Linked DNA regions of Mus musculus: region 2 is linked to region 1. The links are chromatin contacts, called in public Hi-C maps. All regions are on one chromosome and are shown on one strand. The core of a region is the stretch at or near the end of the contact, and the rest is flanking DNA. Distances in the headings are between cores, read along the strand shown.

Region 1 (4,720 bases), core at 100-2,599:
AAGACTTTAATGGGTAATACTCCCCTTTGCAGATGCACCTACGAAAGGCTTTTAGAACCTCCTGTCATTCCTGATCTCTCAGGGTGCCCAAGGGAGGAAGTCAATAACAGAGCTTCTTCATATATTTATGCAGTATCTGAAAATCTTGCTTAGATGAGCATGCTCCTGACCTACAGAGCATACATAGCAAGCAGTAAATGTAAATATCCTTCCTGCTTAGTTTCAGTTTGTCCCAAATTTGTGTCCCTGGCATCTTGGCAAGGATCCCACATAAGACTTTCTGGGTTACTTACACCTCTGACATCCTCTGAGGGCCCCACATTTGGCACTAGCTGTGGGAGGATGGCCAAGCTGCCTCTCCTGATTAATGCTGAAAGAACTGAAGCAGGAACCAGGGGACGCAAGGCAGCAGAACACTTGAGTGCAATTTGCACAACAAGGCTCATTGTTATGATGATACCTTCAGCATAGAAACCTGCTTCACAGACCTGTGTGCTCAAGGTTATATAAAGCACAGCCATGCCATTTGTCTACATAAAAACATCTGAGGGATGGGAAACATCATTCACCCTAACACTTCTCTAAAAGTCGAGGAACGTTGCAGGCATCTCTGTGTTCCCTCTTACACTTGTTGGCATTCCAAATTCCCTCCTTGAGAAGCATCCGCATTGGGTATCCCCACACTGAAGTCACAAATTCATTATATCTTCACATAACCTTAATTCAAACCCTAAAAGCTCATAACACTTAAAGGGGAAGACGCTGGTGGCAAGTGTGCCTTTGAGCCCTGTGCAGAAATGCTGGATGGATGTATTCCTTACCAGATGGTTTGCGTGTGTCTCTGTGGACCTTTCCCAAAGTTCCAGAAGTGGTTCTTAGAGGACCCACCAGAAGGAGCACCAAGCTGTTTCCCTCCTTCTCCATGTCAGAATGGTTCGCCTACTAAGCGTGTGTGAGAAAGATTATACAGGGAGATGAGATGATAGATGATAGAGAGATGGTCAGACAAACAGATTGACTCTATATGTTCTGTTCCTCGAGAGAACTCTGCCTGATGTACCTGTAGTTCATCTGCAGGACTGAGGCCTCATGGGTTTTTCCCCATCTCACACGACATGTTCACTGACATCCTCATGTCAGCTCATGTTTGGGCATCATGTTAGTGAGACTTAATCGTATATCTTTTAGTGTTACTTGGAGGCACAATCTCACAGCAAACTCTCTGACCCTCTGGCTCTTACAGTCTTCCTGCCACTTTTCCACAATGATCCCTGAGCCTTGGGTGTGGGAATGTTTAGCTGATGCAGCCATGGAGGCTTATGACCAGAGACCTCACAGGAGCGTGAACACCAGACTCTCCCACCAGTTCCTAATTTAAGACTCTGGAGGTTAAGGGCAAGTGTCTGCTGGCTCTCAGACCCAAAGTGTCTGCCAAAGATCTAAAAACATAGAAAACAACATTCTGGAAAAGCAGAGCATGGACAGACGGGGGAGTAAATAGTGCTGGAGAGTTCACTTTCATTTTCTTATGAATTTTTTCTTTTTTATGTATTTCCATTAGTTCTTTGAGAATTTCATATGCATAGCTTGATGATGTCAGCCACCTCCCCCGAGTCCCATAACCACCTTCTCCACACCCACTTCCCTACTCACCGACCTTGAGGTTTTTTTTCTTCTTCTTTTGTTGTTTTCTATCAAGTCCAATTTGTATAGCTGTATGCTGTACTATCCCTGCAAGGTGGCCAACCTACCAGGAGCCACATCATTAAAGTGAATTGAGCCTTCCTCTCTCATCAGCTATCACATACCAATAGCTCCTTATCAAGAGATGAGAATGTATGTGTGTCCCCTTTATTATATAGGGATTTTGTTTGTTTGCTTGCTTGCTTGTTTGTTTGTTTGAGCTTGTGCAGGTCTTTTGTACACTGTCAAACTCACTGTGAGTTTATACATGCCACTGCCCTGTTATGTTCAAAGAATACTGTGTAGACTTAGATTTAAAAAAAAAAAACACTACTTTAATAAGGGTTCTTAAATGCTTTAACCTCCCTTCTAGCCCACCACTTACCAGAGGTAGTAGAAAAGAAAAGTTAATAGAAAACAGAGTGGGGGCTGGGGGGTGGGGTGCACCTGCTTAGAAATAGTTCCTTGGAGCTATTTAGATCTTTGTTGTCCAGTCCTCTAGAAAAACACCAACATGAATCATCAGCTTCATGTATCGGCAACAACAGTTACATCTGGAAGAAACCTCTAGGCTCGCCAATGGGCTGGAGACTATGAAAGCCACAAGAAGCTGCCGGAATATCACAAGAAGTTCTCTGCTAAGTTACTCTCTACAAAATCACAACAAGCAAAGATAAGCAACATGATGCAAGGCGAACCAATGCCAGAGAGTTGGCAAAGACTAGCAAGGCAGAAGAAGATGAACCAAGACCAGAGCCTCCTCCCACTTTCTGTGGGGTCATATTTATATGCGTTCTAAACATCACTTGTCCTCTCACCTGTGTCTGCTTAAGCAAAACATTGTTTCATATGTCTGCTTCAACATTCTTTCACATGTCTGCATTAGCAAAACAACCTTTTACCTGTGTCTGCCTCAGAAAAACATCCTTTCACCTGTCTACCCCAGCCAAAGATCATATGACATAACTGAGTTTCCAAAGAAACCAGAAATTTCCACTTCAACATTGTTTCTATGGTATTATCCACCACCTCCAGAGCTTATACTCTTTCTGCCCTCAATGATCCTTGAGCCTTGGAGAGAGAGGCATGATATGTAAATCCTACTTAGGGCCCAGAACTCCACCGTCCCCTAATTCTCTGTACATTGATAAGTTGAGGGTATCTGTATCAACTGCCATCTACTTTAAGAAGTTTCTTTGATGAGTGTTGAGAGATGCATTAATCTGCTAGAATAGCAATAAGTCATTAAGAGTGATCTTAATACTATATCCATTTATCAGAAGAATAGTAGTAAGTTCTCTCCTAGGGCCTCTCACGTGTCTAGCCATGGGTTTTTGACCCCACTAACAGTGCCACCTATGGGTTCCACTCCTGGAGTAGCCCTTAGATACAGTTAGAAAGTGTTAGTTGCTTACATAAGTAAGTATGCACTATGGCACCCATGGGCATTATTTTATCAGTTCGGTTGGCATTATAGCATGCAAGGATAATAGCTTGCTTGGTGAGTTATATTTTTTAAATACTACTGCTGATAATAATAATGATAATTTTAGAGATAATTTTTGTTACCAAAATATTCCCCAAGCTTTGTGGTTTAGTCCAGGAGAATTTTTACAGGTTTTCATTTTCCACACTTCTAGCTCAGTCTGTTTCTGAACATATTTGAGATGGGAGCACCACATTGAGGCTATGCCTTTGTATGTACCATTCTGGAGGCCAAAGTAGGAGAGTTTGAGACCTGTCTAGGCAATATAGCAGGACTCTTGCTTTTTAAAATAATGTAAAGGCCTAGAGACATATCTCAATGTTAGAATACTTTGCCTACTTTGTATGAGGTACACACACACACACACACACACACACACGCAGAGAGAGAGAGAGAGAGAGAGAGAGAGAGAGAGAGAGAGAGAGAGAGAGAATGCATGCACATTTAATTTAAAAATTAAATTAAAAATAAACATGAAGAGCTGGGCATGGTGGTGCATGCCTATAATCCCAGCACTTGGGAGGCAGAGGCAGGCGGATTTCTGAGTTCAAGACCAGCTTGGTCTACAAAGTGAGTTCCAGGACAGCCAGGGCTATACAGAGAAACCCTGTCTCGAAAAACAAACAAACAAACAAACAAAAGATAAGCCATTTTGAAAAGTAGATACCAATTGAGAATTTACCAAGTTACTGGCAAACCATTGTTAGCTGAATGAACAGGATGGGTCTTTAATGAGTAAATGTGTTTTCACCTATCTCTAAATGTTACTCCACATATTCCTGGGGTGCTGAAAGACTACTCTACACCCAAATGCTGCTTGCTGGGGTTCCTGCATGTCTGCCCTTGCAGCTTGGTGTAATTGTAATTACTCTACTACAAAAACATCACAAGAGAAATGGAAAAGAGTAACAAGAAACCATCTAAGGACAATCAAATAGCCATTAATCTGTAATCTTTCCACACAAAGTAAACATTAGCTGCAGCTCAATTAAACTCCACAGTTCACAGATGCTCACAGTATGGCTGCCCACAGTTGTGTTCTTCTCATTACGGTATCAGAACTGTGTGTGCAGCTCGCTCCCGGTGGGGAGTGTGCGGCACAGGTAGCAGGCATGCCTGGAATTGGAAGTAGTCAGCCACACGCTCATCCCAGAAAAGATGCATCAGCAGGATTTATCACCATGCTTGAGCTAGTACCTCATCTGCTACCCCCTTCTGGGCCATTAACCGCAAAATACAGAACTTGACAGAGGCAGAGACCAAAAATGCATCCCTGGGGCCTGAGGCATCTGGAAGAAACACAAGTTTGCCCTGTATCTACTCACTGCAGAGGAAACCCTAGGGCTTCTTCTCAGAGGATGGGCTTTATTCCCTCAGATGCTTGGGTTTCGTTTAAGGGGAAGGCCATGCCAAAGGATATGAAAATTACTGAAGACTGGTTACTGGGTTTGGCTGTATTACGTTTTTATCTATTTGTCATGCAGAGAGGTCAGAGGACTGTTTGTGGAAGTCAGTTCTCCTCTTCCACCTTGTGGGTTCCATGGATATACA
Region 2 (4,256 bases), core at 1,419-3,918, 240 kb after region 1:
ATGAGTGAGAACCGAATTAAAGATTACAGTTAAGCAGCCTGACTCACTGGCCACCTGAGGGTGATTCATCGGAAGGGAATATCCATCCAAAGCCGTTATTGTAGTGACCAATTAAGGCTCACCGTGGCTTCCTGTGTCTCAGGTTTCTGCTTGCCAGCCTAGCACAAAGGCTCGGATGTGGAGGAACAGTGGGCCCGAGTGGACGCTTCCATAAGCAGGCACGGAATGACTGTAGATCTCCACTGACGGAGAACCTGCTCAAACTGGCTTGCAACACACTGTCTCTCTCTCCAGCCTGTGGACCTCTTTCTCCTAAGACACCTGGGTCCTGAGGGAATAATCAGAGCACATCATGGGACAACAGAGCATGTTGCGTCAGACTCAACAACCCAGGTTGATTTGAGTCCTGCTTCTCTGTGCTGCAAAGCACAGGCAGGTTGCCGCTCTTCCTTGAGTTTTATTTGCGTTAAACTGAGATACCTGTAGTGTTTGGGTTAGCATGTCTGTGGCAGAGATATTGAGTGTGGAAAGATCTAATCAGCTCTACACACCCTCTGCTCTATTCCTGAACGGGGTTCTCTCGGATGAGCAAGACGCTCACACAGCCTCAAGTTTCAGGCCTCAAAGCTGTCCTGATTTAAATTTAATAAGAAGGTCCAGGTATAAAATCAAGTTGGAAGGAGGTAGACCCCACAAGTCCTTTGCCCCAGGCAATTTGCTGCAGACCGCTTAGATGTCTATGAATAAGCAGACCCTTGGTTTTATTTTTAAGTGGCTCTTGCCACCCCCTACTTATGCCAGAAGTCTGAGTTGTATTTAGTGTTGACTGTACTCTTAGTGAGGTTCCCCAAGCTCCTCTCAGCTTACTCCAGTCTTCCCTTCGCTCCACAAACAGGAAACCGCCTGTACAACAGGAAGTGACGTCACGGGACTTGCAGCTAAGGAGGAAGCACAAACAAACCGGAAACTGAGGAATGAGAGCGGTGGGAGGGGAGAGAGTAGCCATGAGACAACGAGGCAGGGGTGGGGTGGGGTGGGGTGGGGTGGGACAGGAGCAGGGATAAGTTTAAGTGTGTAGGATGCTCAGCAGAAAAAGATGGGCGGGACCACACTGTGATGCTGAACTGGGAGGCGTTTACAATAGCGTGATCTCAGAAAGCTGCTCCAAATCCTCTAGGAAAACGGGCAACCCTGTCTCAGCAGCTAGGTCGGGAGCCCCTGTTCAGGGGCTGTAGGTTTTAGGTTTTGAGAAGGGGGCACCTTGATGTCACTGCATGTTGCACAGGCATATTCTGTGTAACTGTCCTTGTTATGACATGGTTAACTGCTCCATCCTTTGTCATCCCATTTGTCTTTGGATGTTGCTTACGTTTAATGCAAAGGGGCAAAGGCCAGCCTGCAGGTCCAAGGACCACCGCAGCAATTAGAGTGAGTCCACGTTGACGTGAGCCTCTGAATACGCCACTAGTGAGCCAGCAAATGCCTAGGTGTAAGGTTGGGCTTCGTTTGGAACGTTCTCCTTACAGATGAAGAAACCAAGGCTCTATGGCTAGGCAGAGAGACAACATGGAGATTTCACTGTACAATTTCTACTTATTTGTAGGAGAATCCTGATTTTTATGAAACATCTCCAAGTCTGACTCTTCTCATTAACTTTTTATATTTGGAAGGTAACACTTATTGGCTGCACCAAACCAGTTTGCTTTGAGGTGCCAGAGAGTCACCATTGACTTGAGAAATTCCCGTTTTGAGAAAAGCATCAATCCCTCTATTGCCTGTTTATCTGTCCCTTCAGTTTCTTGAGTTTTTACAGTTTTATTCATTTTACCCATAGTACTACCTCTTTCCTAAGACTGGAACTTTCTTCTCGCTCTGTCTTTCTCTGTCCCTCTCTGTCTGTCTGTCTCTCTCTCTCTTCATGTCCTTCTCTGTCTCTCTCTGTGTCTCTGTCTCTGTGTGTCCTTCTCTCCCCCCCCCCACCCCCATCTCTCTCTCTCTCTTTCAGTGTTGGAGCCAGAACCTGAAGCATTTTTCATGCTACATTCCCAACTCTTGAGTTTTTCTACATTTCAACAGTCATGGTAAAGTTGGAGCTGAGCGCCTGCCATGTAAGCAGAAAAACCTGAGTTCTCTCCCAGAATCCACATAAAGAGACTGGTGCGTCTGGCAGTCACTCATAAACAGAGACCAGCAGGTCTCCAGCATTCACTGGCCAGCCGGCCTAATCTAAATGGCCATTCCCAGGCCAAGTGAGAGAGCCTGTTTCCAATCCAAAGCAGATGATCCCGGAAGACTGATACTCAGAGTTGACCTCCAGCCTCCTCTCGTTATTATCATAAACATCTCGAAGCATTTTCAGACAGAAAAAAAGGACAGGAGCTAAACAACCAAGACCATAGATTTTGATGATAAAACATGACTAAAGTCTTCCCCTTCTTCAAAAAGCAAAACCCGTTCATTAAACGTGAGAGATGAATCATAGGAGTTCGTCCACAGTGTTCTGGAGAGCAAGCAAAACAAAGGAGCCCCCATGAGCTAAGGGCTCTCAGACCGAGATGATGACGACATGACGTGGGAACTAGTTGGAAAAGCAGTCTCCAGGCTGAACTCGGGGCTCGCTGACTCAGGAACCCTGAGAGTGGCCAGAGCACCCATGCCCACCACGTCTTCCTGTGAGGTCAGAGTGTGAGTACCACGCTGCAAATGGGACTGCTTCCCTGTGGTGACTGAGTATGAGCTGTCCCCACCAAATGGTTTTCATGTTCCCCAGCTGGAGTGTGGGGGTGGGGCCTGTGGAGCCTTTAAGGGGTGGGGCCTGTCTGGTCAGCGTAGGTCACTGAGGGGGAGCCTTTGAAGGGTCTAGCCTGGGCCCGGTTTTGTGTTCTCTGATCTACCAGTGTGCTGACTACAGCTGGCAAGAACTCACCACAAGCTATGACCCTCTCCAACTAGGAGCTGAAACAAAGTTCTCTGTGTCTGCATCTGCATGTTGGCAGTGTGATGAGACTCTAAGTAGAGCAAGCCATTAAGAAATTCATTGACGCGGGCAGAATTGGTGGGACTCTGCTCATTTTGACCGCAGCTGTTCTGGTAGGACAGGTTTCCGCATTGGCACAGCTGCAGGCTCACAACCCTTAGTGTGCACTGGCGAGCACTGGGACTCCACACCCCCCCCCCCCATGCTGTCTTGAAATTCCATTAGTGGAGCATAACAACCACACTTAGTTTTCAATCTTATCAAAATGCAAATCCAGAAGGTGGTGTTAATGGCTTCATCCGCTGCCGGCCTCTTACACAACACTGTGTGCTTTAGACTCCTATCTGAGTAGACGGGCTGAAAAATATGAAGGGCACTGAGAAAACTGAACTACCTAAGAACTATGTAGAGCAGGGCATAGCAACAGGTACTTGCAATTCAAGCTCTTGAGAAGCTAAGGCAGGAGGATTTTGAGTTTGAGGCTAGCCCAGGCTACATATTGAGGGAGACCCTGTTTTATAAAACAAAAGGAGGGGAAGGAAGGGGAGAAAGAGGACAGGAAGATGAATTGAAAATGGAGGACTGGAGAGACGGATGGCTCAGGGATTTCCCTGTGGCAGCTGCCTGTGGCTCCAGACCCAGACGACATCTCTGGCAGCAGCAGACACCTGCACTCGTGTGTGCATACCCCATCCCCAGAGATACACACGTATATAATTTAAATGTTTAAAAACTTAGAAGAAAAAGAATAAATAGGTTTTGTCATCCAACGTTCACACACACAAAAACACAGGCACACTTTTTTAAAACCCCTAACATTTTGCCTAGTGTATGTCTGTTCTCTTTAATAATTACACTTAGAAGTCTCCCTGGTGACCATGGAGTCTACAAGAGTAAGAGACGACGGCGAAGCAAACAACATACAAAGAGGTCTTCTTGGAAGTCTCTTCAAAACAGAAATGATCGCCCTTCCCGTAATTTTCCCCCACTGCCTGGAGAGTAAACAGATATTGAGTACTTCCATAGCCTTGATCCGTGAGGAGGAGCAGACACCCCCAAACTCATCAACCGCCATGAGTAGCTAATGACATCCCTGGGTCGTTTTGAACAGGAGAGAGAAGCAGGCTGCTATTCTGGGACTGTTTTCATTCCACAAAAACAGATGCTGTTCCAAAAGAGGAGAGGCCACCAGCCTGGGAGCTCAGAAGCCCCAGGACCAGGACCTTAGAGGTGGATGCTAGGCTTGTACTGCCCAGTTTAGCCAGTCATGATGGGCACC

The links. Hi-C and Micro-C count contacts between places; a contact is called where the count stands out from the background.
Region 2: a Hi-C map of uterus shows a contact between it and region 1, with 4 times the contacts expected there. The contact joins two enhancer-like sites. A contact is called at or near these places in 3 of 15 datasets of contacts at CTCF or cohesin (embryonic stem cells and stem cell-derived epiblast-like cells), 23 of 484 Hi-C or Micro-C datasets (the HL-1 cell line, differentiating embryonic stem cells, embryonic stem cells and 5 more) and 1 of 115 datasets of contacts at active chromatin or transcription factors (embryonic stem cells).

What each region holds. Positions count from the first base shown.
Region 1 is chr8:24,283,767-24,288,486 of GRCm38.p6, forward strand. No RefSeq gene overlaps it. Among named protein-coding and RNA genes, the nearest start is that of Gm30633, 96 kb to the right of the region's middle. Within about 2 kb of position 1,350, at least 4 of the 459 cell types and tissues checked have an H3K27ac peak or open chromatin away from gene starts, as enhancers often do. A contact at or near this core is called in uterus, where this site is marked.
Region 2 is chr8:24,518,548-24,522,803 of GRCm38.p6, forward strand. No RefSeq gene overlaps it. Among named protein-coding and RNA genes, the nearest start is that of 9130214F15Rik, 18 kb to the left of the region's middle. Within about 2 kb of position 2,669, at least 45 of the 459 cell types and tissues checked have an H3K27ac peak or open chromatin away from gene starts, as enhancers often do. A contact at or near this core is called in uterus, where this site is marked.